Linked DNA regions of Oryzias latipes: region 1 is linked to region 2. Evidence: chromatin contacts called from public Hi-C data. All regions are on one chromosome and are shown on one strand. The core of a region is the stretch at or near the end of the contact, and the rest is flanking DNA. Distances in the headings are between cores, read along the strand shown.

Region 1 (6,415 bases), core at 1,775-4,274, 75 kb before region 2:
AAGTGATTGAACCGACATACAGAGAGACAGCAGTACCGTCTGACTGCATAGGTATTGCGCAATCCAAGGTGAGGCTCAGCGGGCTGGTGCCTCATCGCACGTCACTTCTTATTATCTGAATGGCAAATGCGGAAATTCAGCGATTTTGAAAAGAAAAAACACCCAAAAATGGTACATTTAAATGGAAAATGACTGCAAAGCAAAAATTACTGATTAAATATAATAATTGGATTTTTTTTCTCTCTTTTCTTCCCATAATAACAGGTGAGGCTGTGCCTCACCTGCCTCTCCTGACTGCACGTCACTGGTATATATATATGTATATGTGTATGTATATGTCTTTAAATATATATATGTATATGTGTATGTATATATATATATATATATATATATATATATGTGTATGTGTGTGTGTGTGTGTATGTTTATATATATAAATATATGTGTGTATATTAGGCCTGCACAATATACAGCAAATTTATCGTTATCGCGACATCAAGCTGTGCAATATGCATACCGCAAAAGATGGCGAAAATCGCAATAAATGGTTACCTTGATCCTTGTGCTATCCTAGGTACTTTAACATTGGGAGTTGGGTCATCTAGACCCACTAGACAGTGCTCTGAACCTTTTTTCTTCAATGATTTGTGATCTTCACTGGTGTCCATGGATTACATGAAATCTTTCCACCTTCATCCACCTTTGTCATGGTAGGGAGAACATGTCAATGTAAGGGTGGGGTCATCTAAGATAGCACAAGGGTTATATGTGCTAAAACAAACTCATGGCAGCTTGAAATATTAAATAAATGAAATAAATCCCTTTATGCATTTAACCAATCGGAATGACCCGTTTACGTTGTTGATCAATCAGATGAGCCCTTTTATGTTTGATGTTTGCCTCCTATGTAGGCAAGGGTCATTTGGAGTATCATTTTTATACTGTTGCATTGAAATGGAAATGATGTTTTTGGTTGGTTTGATATTTGTTTATATACCGCAAATTATATCGTTATCGCAATATTAATCACCAATATCGCATACCGCGAGTTTTCCTCATATCGTGCAGCCCTAGTGTATATATATATATGTATATATGTATATATGTTATTTATGTAAATATGTATATGTATATATTTATGTATATATGTTTATATATGTATGTATATAAATTCGTACGTATGTATGTATGTATATAAATTACGCGATCAACGGGAATCAGCGGACTCTGTCCTGGACAAAAATGATTTTCACAGATCTAAAGATTTTGATAGTTGACACATTCAGCTGATGTACATTGATTCCACTTTTGCTAATTGTTGCATATCAGCACATGACTGCTTTCCTCCACTTCAGATTTTGCTGGAATTCATCATGTACACAGCTGAAGAGTTACTGTAGTTAAAAGAATGTAAACACTGGAACTAAATCTCTGTCGAAAAGAGCTAAGGGTGCGAGTTTCCAAACACGGCTGACCTGGGCTTTTCCCCACCTTATTTGACCTGTGTGGTGTTTGTGTGTTGGTAGTCATGGAAACGATTTGGCGTCAGACGCTGCTGGTCATTGCATCTTTCTTGTCTGGGTGGAACAGAGGGATCCGTGGCTATCAAAATGCTATAATGAGAGGTAGTTTGGCGAAGCGCTATGAGGCTCGGCTCATTTTCTGTGGGCGGGTCTCCAGTTCAACTACAAGTGATCAGATGCTCAGCTCTAGGTAGATGTTTGCAGGAGTTTATTGTTGTTGATTCTTGGTGCGGCGTCTGCTCTCTGCCCTCTGATGCCCTCTGCTGGTCTGCAGGACTCCTGGAGGATTTCTTTTTCTTTAGACTAAACATCAGTGTAATTGTAACTCACTGGTCTGAAAGAACACAAAAACATGAAGACAGGAAATGAAAGGAATGCAACAAAACAGGGACAGATGTGCAGCTCCAACAGAGATGGAGCAGACACCATCACAGACCTGAAATCATCCTGGTCTTTGTGTATCTGTCAGCGGTATTGTACTATAATCCACTTTGAGCACACACTGGGCAAAGTGGATTAAAGTGGGGGTCTTACTCCTCCATTGAGCCTTGGATTGGATTACATGGTGTGAGGATGGAGACCGAAGGCTTTGCTTTTCACCACAACAACCTTCCATGAAGGCGTTTGTGGAAAAGCAGAGGGCTCCGGGTTTGTGTTCTACGCAAAGAGAAAGAGACCCGTTTTTCGGAACTTTTTTGATTCCACTTCCACAGAGGGAGTGGAGATCAGACGCCAGCCCCCCCACATGGCTGTGTCTGCTCCCCCAGAGGCTCTTCTGTTGATTAATCAGCTAATTGGAGGCTGAGTTGTTTACAAACACCAACTTCTGACGTCAGGGAAAACTGCAGCAGAGAACCATTCCCAGCTTGGACAGGAAACACGTCTGAGTCTAATCAAATGGAATCATTAAGGCATCAGTTAGACAAGACACACCACCTCAGAAAACCTTTACATGTTAAAGCGTACAGCCTTTTTCCTGACTATCACTGTCATCAAAACGATGTGGGTGGAGCTTGTTTCTGCTCCATTCTGATGGATCCATTTGTAGACGATTAGATCCATGAACGTCTTTGTTTTCCTCGTCTGAGGTGGAATCTGGATCAAAAGTGTACGTCTGGAAGGCTCTTATATTGCTCACCAAATTGGTAGCACCAGTAAGCTAGCGGAAGAAAGTGTGTAAACAGAGAGCTCTCAGCAACAAGGATGGGAAGGGGGGCGGTGTTGCTCTGTGCCAGAAACCCTGTGGCTGAACATGTGTGTGTGTGTGTGTGTTTGGGGGGTTGATGTGCTGCTTGGATCCAAGGTTGTCCAAATTTCTGCTGCATTTGGAAAATCTGACCTGAGCAAAAAAAGTGTTGAAGGGCTTAAAGGTGAAGCTGAATCTTCTCCAGTACCTGTCCAGAACTTTCAGTTTGATGACTGAGCTGATGTCACACGTGAACTCATCACACCCTCCACAGGGGGGCAGCAGAGTGCCGTGAAGAAACGACACTGCCCCCACCTCCGGCGGCCAGCGTGTGTTTGTGTGCACGCTAAAGGGGGTCGGGGATGTTTTGGGCTGTGCGCTGTCTCTCTGTTTGCACACACAAACGCACGCACGCGTGTGTGCGTGCACACACACACCAACGCGCTCCAGCGCTGGCTAGTGCTGTCAGCGGACGCCGCGCCACTGTCATAACACGGCACACCACAGTAATTGTAGATTTCACAGCACTCGGCTCTCCTCACCACGGCGTATGAGTCCAACGCAAAGTGACAGGCCGACACACACACAATGCACACGCCATCCTCAATCCCTTCTTCCTCTTCTGGTTCCTCCTCCCTCCGACACACAAACACACTCTCTTGCTGCTCAGAGGGCAAATTACTCTCAAGGTTTTGTCATTTTTTTATTCTTTGTCGAGTTCTGTTGAGTTGGATTCAAACAGTTCCAATCTCGATGCTCCAAAGATAAACTCGTGTCCAGTACAGCTGGCAATCAATCAGAGAGTTCTGAGAAATGATGGCTGCCTCTCAAAGAGAGAGCTGGAAGTGGGGTCACCTTCATGCACCGCCGCTCAGAACCTCAGTTTAGATCCACACTCCGACAGCTGATACTGCCATCTGTAAGCCACAGTCCTGCTGCAGCAGCAGAGAGACAAACTCACTTTTCAGGCCACAAACCCTGGTGGCTCTGGATTTCTGTGTCATTTGTGTACTTCCTGATCAGCTCACAATGTCCAACACCTCCACTGGACTGTCATCCATGAAGCTGGGATCTCTATTTCTGGACTAAGACCAGAATGTTTGGTTCTGACTCCAGAACCTTTCAGATCACGTTCACTAACGCCATCTTTATGTTCATCTGCTGCTTTAAGTTGCTGTCCTCCCCCATCTGTACAAGCTCATAGAATACAGACTTTACATCTAATCCTTCCCTCCTACATCTAAGCAATCAAATATAATAGATAAACGTGAAGGTTTGAGAGTTTGATGTAGATTTTGATGGGACAAATTGCAAAGATCAACAACAGCAGAATATAATTTTTATTTTATTTTAATTAAAGCTCCACTCTGACGTTTGAGGTGTTTTTAACATGTTCCTGTGGCATTTTTCTACTGGAGGACATATAGAAAGAAAATTCCAATTAAATTTACGGTTGTGAGTAATTCTCTAATGCAATCATTGTGAATCAGGAGCAGATGAATGCCTTTTAAAAAAGATTGTATTTGTCGTGTTTGTGACGTAGAAAAGACGCTGGGAGGCCACGAGCTCCCTGCTCTCCGGCTGGATGGCTCCAAAGTTGCTTGTAAATTTCGGTCCACCTGTAATGTATTTCTGTGTCTGTGTCCAAATTCCTACCCCAATCCCTAACTACTTAAAAAACGATATAGTACGGGACTATGTAGTGGATTTTAAATCCAAAAAAGACACCACGCTCACTACTCTTTGTTTTGTTTTTTTTAAACTGCGAATTTGACGTCATCGATTTCACAAAGTGAAAATGCATTGTGCATTGTGTCTATATTTGCCGATCTAGCGAGCATCGATACAAGCTGGTTTTCCTGAGAAACTTCTGGGAGATTTCTACGGCACTGGATTTTGGAATTGTAGATTGCGACAGCACAACAAAATGTTGAACGCACCATGTAGTGAGTAGTGAAGGAAATCGGACACAACCTGTGTTTACTGAACCCGGTGATAATTTGGACACATGTAAAATGTTTGGCTCTGTCGTGCAACCTGAAATCTCTGTCGCCAGACCGCCATGCCTGACAGGCAAAAAATGTGGAGCTCTTTGTGGTATCCATCCCCTCTATTTTTTAATTTAGTTCTGGAGATTGGTGCATATTTAAAGGGAATGCCTCTTCTTTATTCCTTCATTTGCACAGTTCAAACTTGCTGACTTCATCTGCTTTAAAGATGAAGGGAAAAGAAAGAAAGGTGTAAGTGAGAGCCGTGCAGAGAGCGGCTCTTTTTCTGCTGTGCTGCTCTCTCATGCTGGAAATGTGACCTTCCCCCTGGGCTGCTGTTTGACTCCAGCAGCAGTGGACACGTTCAGATCTGTTCACGCAGAGAATTCACCTTAACCCTCGGCAGGACGGGACGACCGCTGAGCCACCAATCCGCCAGCCGGAGCCAGATTACACAGGATTTGAAGCTCGAGGTCGAGTTTGATTATTAAATATGTACAATCTGTCAAATTTCATAAACATTTATGCGGGCGTCTTTAACGTGATCACGTCTCTCTGACGGTTAGTCCAAAGTCATGCTAAACCGCTTTGATGCACAGACTGCAGCGGCTCCTCACATGCCTCAGCACCATCCTGATCAGCTGATCCGGCAAAACAATTTGGTACCCCTCAGTTAAAGAAAGAAAGTCCACAATGCTCAGTGAAATGACTTGAAATGTTCAAAAATAACAATAAATTAAAACTGATTGAAAATTAAATAATCAAAATCAGCCATTACTTTTGAGTTGTTGATTAACAGAATTATTAAAAAAAAAAAACTAATCAAAAATTGCTGGAAAAAAAGGATGGTACCTCCATAAAAGACTGAGAACTAATTGCCCAAAGGGTCATGATAAACTCAGGTATGTCCTTTAATTCACATCACAGCTGTTTTCAAACCCATAATCAGTCAGTCTGCCTATTTAAAGGGAGACAAATAGTCACGTTGCTGTTTGGTGAAAAGGTGTAAACCACACTGAACATGGACAACAGAAAGTGAAGGAGAGAATTGTCCCAGGACATGAGAAACAAAATTATAGACAAACATCGTAAAGGTAAAGGCTATAAAACCATCTCTAAGCAGCTTGAAGTTCCTGTGACGACAGCGGCACATATTATTCAGAAGTTTAAGACCCACGGGACAGTAGCCAACCTCCCTGAACGTGGCCAGGGAGGTTGACAAATTGACAAATTTGATGACAAATTGAGGAGACGGATAGTTCCAACTGTATCCAAAGAGCCCAGAACAACCTCCAAAGACATTAAAGGTGAACTCCTAGATCAAGGTACATCAGTGTCAGATCGCACCATTCGTCGTTGTTTGAGCCAGAGTGGACTTCATGGGAGACGACCAAAGAGGACACCACTGTTAAAAGGAAATCATAAAAAAGCCAGACCGGAATTTGCAAAAATGCATGTTGACAAGCCACAAACCTTCTGGGAAAATGTCCTTTGGATAGATGAGACAAAACTGGAGCTTTTTGGTAAGGCACATCAGCTCTATGTTCATACACTCAAAAATGAATCATCCAACCAAAAGAACACTGTCCCTACTGTGAAACATGGAGGAGGCTCAGTTCTGTTTTGGGGCTGCTTTGCTGCATCTGGCACAGGGTGTCTTCAACATGTGCAAGGTAAAATGAAATCTCAAGATAATCAAGGCATTCTGGATAGAAATG
Region 2 (6,607 bases), core at 190-2,689:
CTGCAGCTGCGTGACGTTTAAAGCTGTTTGTAACAGCTCCATGCACACTGGCAGGCAGAGAACTTATAAACCTAAGTGCCTCATCTAAAGGATTTCATTTCCCCTCCAGAGGAGGATAATCTGTCCTCTGTTTGTTTTTGGCTTTCAGGGGGAAATTCTGAACACTCAATGATGCTCTTTGACCCCCCCCCCCTGAAGCTTAGCAGGACTCCTGGATGTGTTTTGGAGCCTTTCACTTCCTTGTTACAAAACAAACAGTTAAGACCTGGTAATCCTCTGCTGACAATACACCAGAATCAACTGAGAACTGTTCAGCATTTCATCTTTCTGGATCATTTTGGCTCCAATCATGCCCAAAGTTATCATTGAAAACCTGTAAATCAGTCCAACAGTTTTTCACTTTACTTAAATTTTTTTTTTTTTATCAAAACACTTATGCATGACTTCACTGAAGACCCCACTCCAATGAAAGTGGCGTGTTTAGTGCTTTTAACATGTTCTTGTAGCATTTTTTCTGATGATGGAGGACATATTGAAAGGAAATTAAGCTTAAAATATCAGATTTTAGTATTTCTTTATTCAAATTGTTGTGAATGAGGAGCAGATGATAAAATGCTGTTTGAAAAAGATTGTATTTGTTATGTAGAACATACTCTGGGTGGGCCACAAGCCTCCTGCTCTACTCCATTCTGATGCAGATAGATTCATGTACATCTTTGTTTTCCTTGTCTGAGCTGGTATCTGCTTTCCACACTCTCAAACACATTTTTAAGACTGTTTTTAATCTCTGCGTATAAAACCTGTGGCTATTGAACGTGTGTTGAAAGTTAACCAGGTCAAACTTTGACCAATCGGGGACTTGGATTTGGTAGTGATGTATGGATGGGGTCACTTTTAATTCACAGAAGTGCCATCCTAATATTTGCCATTTGTGAGCAGCTGGAGGTATATGACGTCAAATCTGTCATATTTTTCGGATAGAGCTGTGAAAGAAAAAGCCTGGAAAAAGATTTACGAGATTTACACTGCTTTGACATTTCACACCAAGCCGCTTTCAACTGTAAGTACATGCCCTTGTATCAGGTAGCGACAGTCCAGTTTTTTTTATTTTTTTCCTAAAGATCCATTCATCCAATCTTTCATTGGCCTCCAACAGTTTTTTTCATCTGACCATCAGTTGACGTATCATACCGTTTGTCATCCATCTCTCGCATGGTCGTACAGAAAACTAAACTGCGTGTTCACACAAGTTTTTTTCTGAGGAACTGTGTGACGGGTTCTGTCAATGTTCTGATGTATGAGGCGAAGCGTAAAAGGAAAGCCTCTCTGCCTTGAACCGTGTGTGGTGAGCGCAGAGACGGTTTGGTCGGCAGCATCTGCGTTGTTGGGATTTGCTGAAGTCAGAGGTCGCAGCGTGTGGCCTTGGCTGCCGCTAACTGGAGCAGAAAATGCAGTGGATGGGGGGGGGGGCTGTGCGACATCACCGCGCTCACAGAGGTTATCATATCATTTCCAACATGCGTGTTTCAGATGGCATCACCCTCCCGAGGAACCAGCAGTGTTAAACTGTGAAATCACTGTTAATCTCCTGAGTGGGTTGTGTAACCCTGGCAGCGAACACTGTGTTCAGACCGACCAGATCACTGCATCTGTTTACCACAACCTGCAGATTAAAACAGACCTCACACTTCAAATAGAGACTAATCCCACACGCACAAACACTCACAAGTACACAAACACGCAGGAGTCGAGACGCTGAGCCGACCCTCCGAGGGTTCGTCTGTTTTGGCTTCAGTGCAGCTTGAGACCATTTTTGGATCACCATACTGATGCTCCTGCTGAGATGGTGTTGCTTTTTGTGGAACCATGTAAGGTCGACCTCTACTTTCACATTTTTGAGACTCAGAAAAAATGTTGTTTTTAACATGTTCTTGTGTCAATTTTTTGATCATAGAGGATATACATATTCATTGTATAAATATGTACAATGACAATAAAGGATTCTCATTCTGATTCTGAGACAGTCCTAAGCATAGATGGGTCCACCCTACTACATTTGTCAGAAAACCTTTAATGTCCTTTCAGAATTAACATTTTCTGTGAAATACTACACTACAAACTACACCTACAAAGGTGGCCTTTGATTGCAAACCTGATATGTTAATTTGCAAACAGAAAAAAAGTGATTTTCCTAAAAAATAATTCAAGCCCATGTTGCAAAAATGAGCACACTGCAGTCATAGTCTTAGGAGAAAAGCCAAACTAAAGACTACCAAATTCTAGTTAACATGAATTCAACCACAAGTGAGTCTAATGATTCATTTAAGAGGTGTCCAGCACACAGGTGCCTAGGGCATTTCCTAAAGAAAAGCCCTTCCCATTTCATGCCGTCAGCAATGCCTCCCCATGGAAAAGAAATGTCACCAAATCTCAGAAAGGAAATCATTTCTTTGCGCAAAAAAGGTGAAGGCTACAAGAATATCAGCAACGCTCTACATATCAGTCAAAATACTATAGCAAAAGTGATCCAAAAATTTAAGAAAGATGGAAGAGCAACCATCTTACAGAGACGTCCAGGCCGTCAACGGAAGCTAACATCTCTACAGTAGCGTCTTCTGATGAGAAGGGTTGAAGAAAATCGCCAAAGTTCCCTGCAGTTAGCTAAAGCAGAAACCCAAACTGGAGTGACTGTTTCCTGAGACACCATACGGCGTACACTGCAGAGGAATGGCATGCATGGTTATTTGTCCACAAAGGAAGCCTCTCCTAAAGTCCAGGCACAAAAAAGTATGCCTAGAATTTGCTAGGGCCCATGCCGAAAAAGATGACGACTACTGGATGTCAATACTCTGGACGGATGAGACAAAGATCACCGTTTTTAGAACTAATGGTTTTTAAACTGTATGGCATCGCAAAGGAGAGGCTTTCAAAGAAAAACGCATGGTGTCTACAGTGAAACATGGTGGTGGCAGTGTCCTTATGTGGGGCTGCAGGAGTGCTGCTGGTGTGGGGGAGCTGCAGTTCATTGACGCTATCATGAACTCAACAACATCCTGTTCTACACTGAAGGAGAAGAGGCTGCCATCACTTCATGCACTTGGTCGTGGAGCACTTTTCCAACACGACAATGATCCAACACCTCTAAAGCTACTGTTGCATTTCTGAAGAAGAACAGGGTGAAGGTGATTGAACGGCCAAGTATGTCTCCTGATCTGAATCCAATCGACACCTGTGGGAAAATCTGAAGCCACAAGTTGAGCATCACTCTCCATCCAGCATCCAGGCTCTAAAAGAGGTTATTCTTGAAGAATGGAAACAGATAGATGTTGCAATATGTCACCGACTTGTTCATTCCATGTTTAGAAGACTTGGTGCTGTTCTTAAAAATCGTGGTGCTCATACAAAGTACTAGATGTAGAAGTTTTTTTTGCAGGGTGTATTCATTTTTGGTTCAACCAGTTTAAGTAAATCTGAAGATTATGTGATCTAAGTTAGATCATTAACCTTAATTACATGTTATTGGAGTTAAAGAAGTGTTCAGTAAAGCTCTACCTTGTGGAAAGTTTGGACATTTTTTTTTTTTTTTCATTAAGCTACTGATTAAGTTAGTACTTTTTAAAGTGGGTGTCCTCATTTATGCTAAGCACTGGATATAAATATAAATATGAAGAAAATTCAGGGTTAGGGTTAGGGTTAGGGTTAAAATTGCCGGTATATTACCGGTATTTCTTTATTAAAATCGTTGTGAATCAGCAAATGAAAAAATTCTGTTTAAAAAAGTTTGTATATGTTATGTAGAAAATACGCTGGGGGGGCCACAACTCCCCCGCTCTGCTCCATTCTGATTCATCCACTTGTAGACAAATAGATTCATATCTGTCTTTGTTTTCTGAGTAGGTCTTTAAAAAAATTGTTTAAAAAAGTTTTTTTGTTTTTTTTTGGAAACCAGCAGGCATCAGACATCAAGTGGGTGTAAGGATTCAGTGGTTTTGTTCTTGGTCGTGTTTTTGGTTTTCTTTGTCAGTCACTCTACCTTCAGGTTTTATGATCCACAGTTGTCTTCAGTTCAGTTAATTACCCTCAGCCTATTTAAGTGTCTTGGTTTCTGTTCTTCCTTGTCAGGTCATCTGCTCTGTTGTGTCACAGTTTTGTTTCTCCTCATAATTTTGTCATGTTTCAGTTTGCCTATTAAATGTTTTAGTTCCTGTCACCAACCCTGGTCTCCTGCATTTGGGTCCTCCACCACCAGTTCGTGACAGTGGGAGGGAAACGTTTTTAGCCTAGAAAGGAGGAAAATGTTTAATCTTCAGTGAAGCATAAACGTATTTAGTCAGCCACCAAGTTCTGCCACTTAAAAAGAAAAGAAAAGAGGCTTGTAATTTTCATCATTTGTATTGTGGTGGCCCTAATACTCCGTAACTACTAGAGACGATAGGAGAAAATAAAATCAAGAAAATCACATTGTTTGAGTTTTAAAGAAATTTTTGTTAATTATAAAGGAAAATAGTTATTTGGTCAATAAATAAAGTTCAACTCGATACTTTGTTATTTACCTTTTGTTGACAAAGACAGCAAAATGTTTCTGTAAGTCTTAATGAGGTTTTAACAAACTGTTGCTGGTATTTTGGCCCATTCCTCCTTGCAGATCTCCTCCAGAGTAGTGCTGTTTTGAGGCTGTTGCTGGACAACTTTGACTTTCAACTCCCTACTAAGATTTTCTATAGGGTTGAGATCTTTGGACTGCCTAGGCCACTCCGAGACCTTGAAATGCTTCTTATGAAGCCACTCCTTTGTTACCCGGGCAGTGTGTTTGGGATCGTTATCATGCTGAAAGACCCAGCCATGTTTCATCTTCAATGTCCTTGCTAATGGAAAAAGGTTTTCCGTCAAAATCTGATGATACATAGCCCCATTCATTCTTTTCTTTACACGAACTAGTCTTCCTGCTCCCTTTGCGAAAAAACTACCCCAAAGCATGATGTTTCCACCCCCATGCTTTACAGTAGGTATGGTGTTCTTTGGATGCACATGTGAACAGGTGTCTTTTATGTAGATAACATAATTTTATAAATAAATTGTTCAAAAATCAAACAATGCAATTTTCTAGATTTTTCACCTCATTGAGTCTATCATAGTTGAGGTTAATTACAGGCCTCTGTCATCTTTTAGAGTGGAAGAACTAGCGCAGTTGGTGGCTGACTAAATGCTTTTTTTGCCCCCACTGACTGAACTCGCAGACTGAACTCTTCTGAAGCCAATGTTCCTTGGTTATATGTAAATCCAACAGTTTTTGCATCCGAAGTTGTTCAATTTAATTCAATTTGATTTATTTAGCCCAAAATTACAACAATAATCGCCTCAATGGGATCCATACCAGTAATTCGCTGTTACAACAATGGAAACTGATACAGAAAAAACAAATTCATGCATCTTTTTTAAGTTGAACTTTACCAATGCCGAAAGGTGAACAGTAAGTATCTGATCCTGTTTTTTTAAAACATTTTATTAATTATAATTTTTTAATGTTTTGTTTTTAAGCCTCAGTTTTTACTTTTATTAGGGACCAAAATGTCCGTAGCTAGAATAAACAGACACGTTCTTTTTCCAGCTTTAAAAGTTTTCAGAGGATGCTGATCAACAGAGACTGGCTGGTTTCTCTTATTGGATCTTGGTCCATGCTCCAAATCCCTCAATTTAATTTGCACATAATGAGGTTAAATAGTCACAGGAAGCTTAACACCAACATCAAATGAAATTATAGCCATTTCCCACCCCCCTCCCTCTTTATCTTGTGTTTGCCGTTGTGTTAAGACTTCTTAAGGATCAAGTTATTAGTTATTTGGTCTGGAAAGAGGTCAGCTGAGGCTGGAGCACAAAAGGAGGTTTGATTAGTGTAAACGCTGGGCAGCAGGGGAACCCAGGACCCTGTCACAGTCCTTTACATGCAGTCTGACCAACTCCAAACAAGCTGTCAGGGCAGAACTTTTTAATGAGATGAAAATGTCTTCATTATTTTCTGTGTTTTTTTTCAATTCTCTGATCTACTCTCAAGAAAATTCCACTTGAATTAGTGCAGCTTAAAATCAGAAATGGACTCAAATAAACTTTTTTCTGGAGCCCTCTCACCTCCAGATCTCCACCTGTTTCCCAGCACCACCTCACCAGCAGCTGTGTTGATGAAACGTTTCATTTTCTCAGCTGGAATCGGACACTTTGCCCTGCCTTTTTTGACCAATCACCCAGATTTCTGTGGTCACAATCAGGAGCACGGCTGTGTGAAAGATGGTGCTGACAGTGAGGTGGGTGGTGCAGCTGCAGCACTTCACTAACACCACACAGCTGGTGTGAAGCACCTCCAAACGGGTACAGCCTCACACCTCTGCTGGGAGGTGGGGGACACTGGTTACAGATTTCAAGTCTGCGTTTTACAAAGCTGTTGATGCATCGCCGTTTATCACCTGTGCTCCGCCCCCAGGTGCAGCTCTTTTCTTGCGACCCCTCATCCTTGCAGGCAGCAGCTCTCACATTCAGGGGTCAGAGGTCCCCGGTGCTGTTTGGAACTGCAGTGCTCCTGCTACAGCAGCAGGGCGGCGCCGGTGTGCAGAGC

Evidence for each region. Hi-C and Micro-C count contacts between places; a contact is called where the count stands out from the background.
Region 1: a Hi-C map of embryo shows a contact between it and region 2, with 2.2 times the contacts expected there. The contact joins two enhancer-like sites. A contact is called at or near these places in 3 of 5 Hi-C or Micro-C datasets (embryo and gastrula embryo).

Annotation. Positions count from the first base shown.
Region 1 is chr15:10,844,235-10,850,649 of ASM223467v1, reverse strand. All of the region lies in intron 3 of slc30a6 (zinc transporter 6), which reads left to right. Among protein-coding and RNA genes, the nearest start is that of slc30a6, 8.7 kb to the left of the region's middle. Within about 2 kb of position 3,024, at least 4 of the 8 cell types and tissues checked have an H3K27ac peak or open chromatin away from gene starts, as enhancers often do. A contact at or near this core is called in embryo, where this site is marked.
Region 2 is chr15:10,767,798-10,774,404 of ASM223467v1, reverse strand. No RefSeq gene overlaps it. Among protein-coding and RNA genes, the nearest start is that of LOC111948787, 29 kb to the right of the region's middle. Within about 2 kb of position 1,439, at least 1 of the 8 cell types and tissues checked has an H3K27ac peak or open chromatin away from gene starts, as enhancers often do. A contact at or near this core is called in embryo, where this site is marked.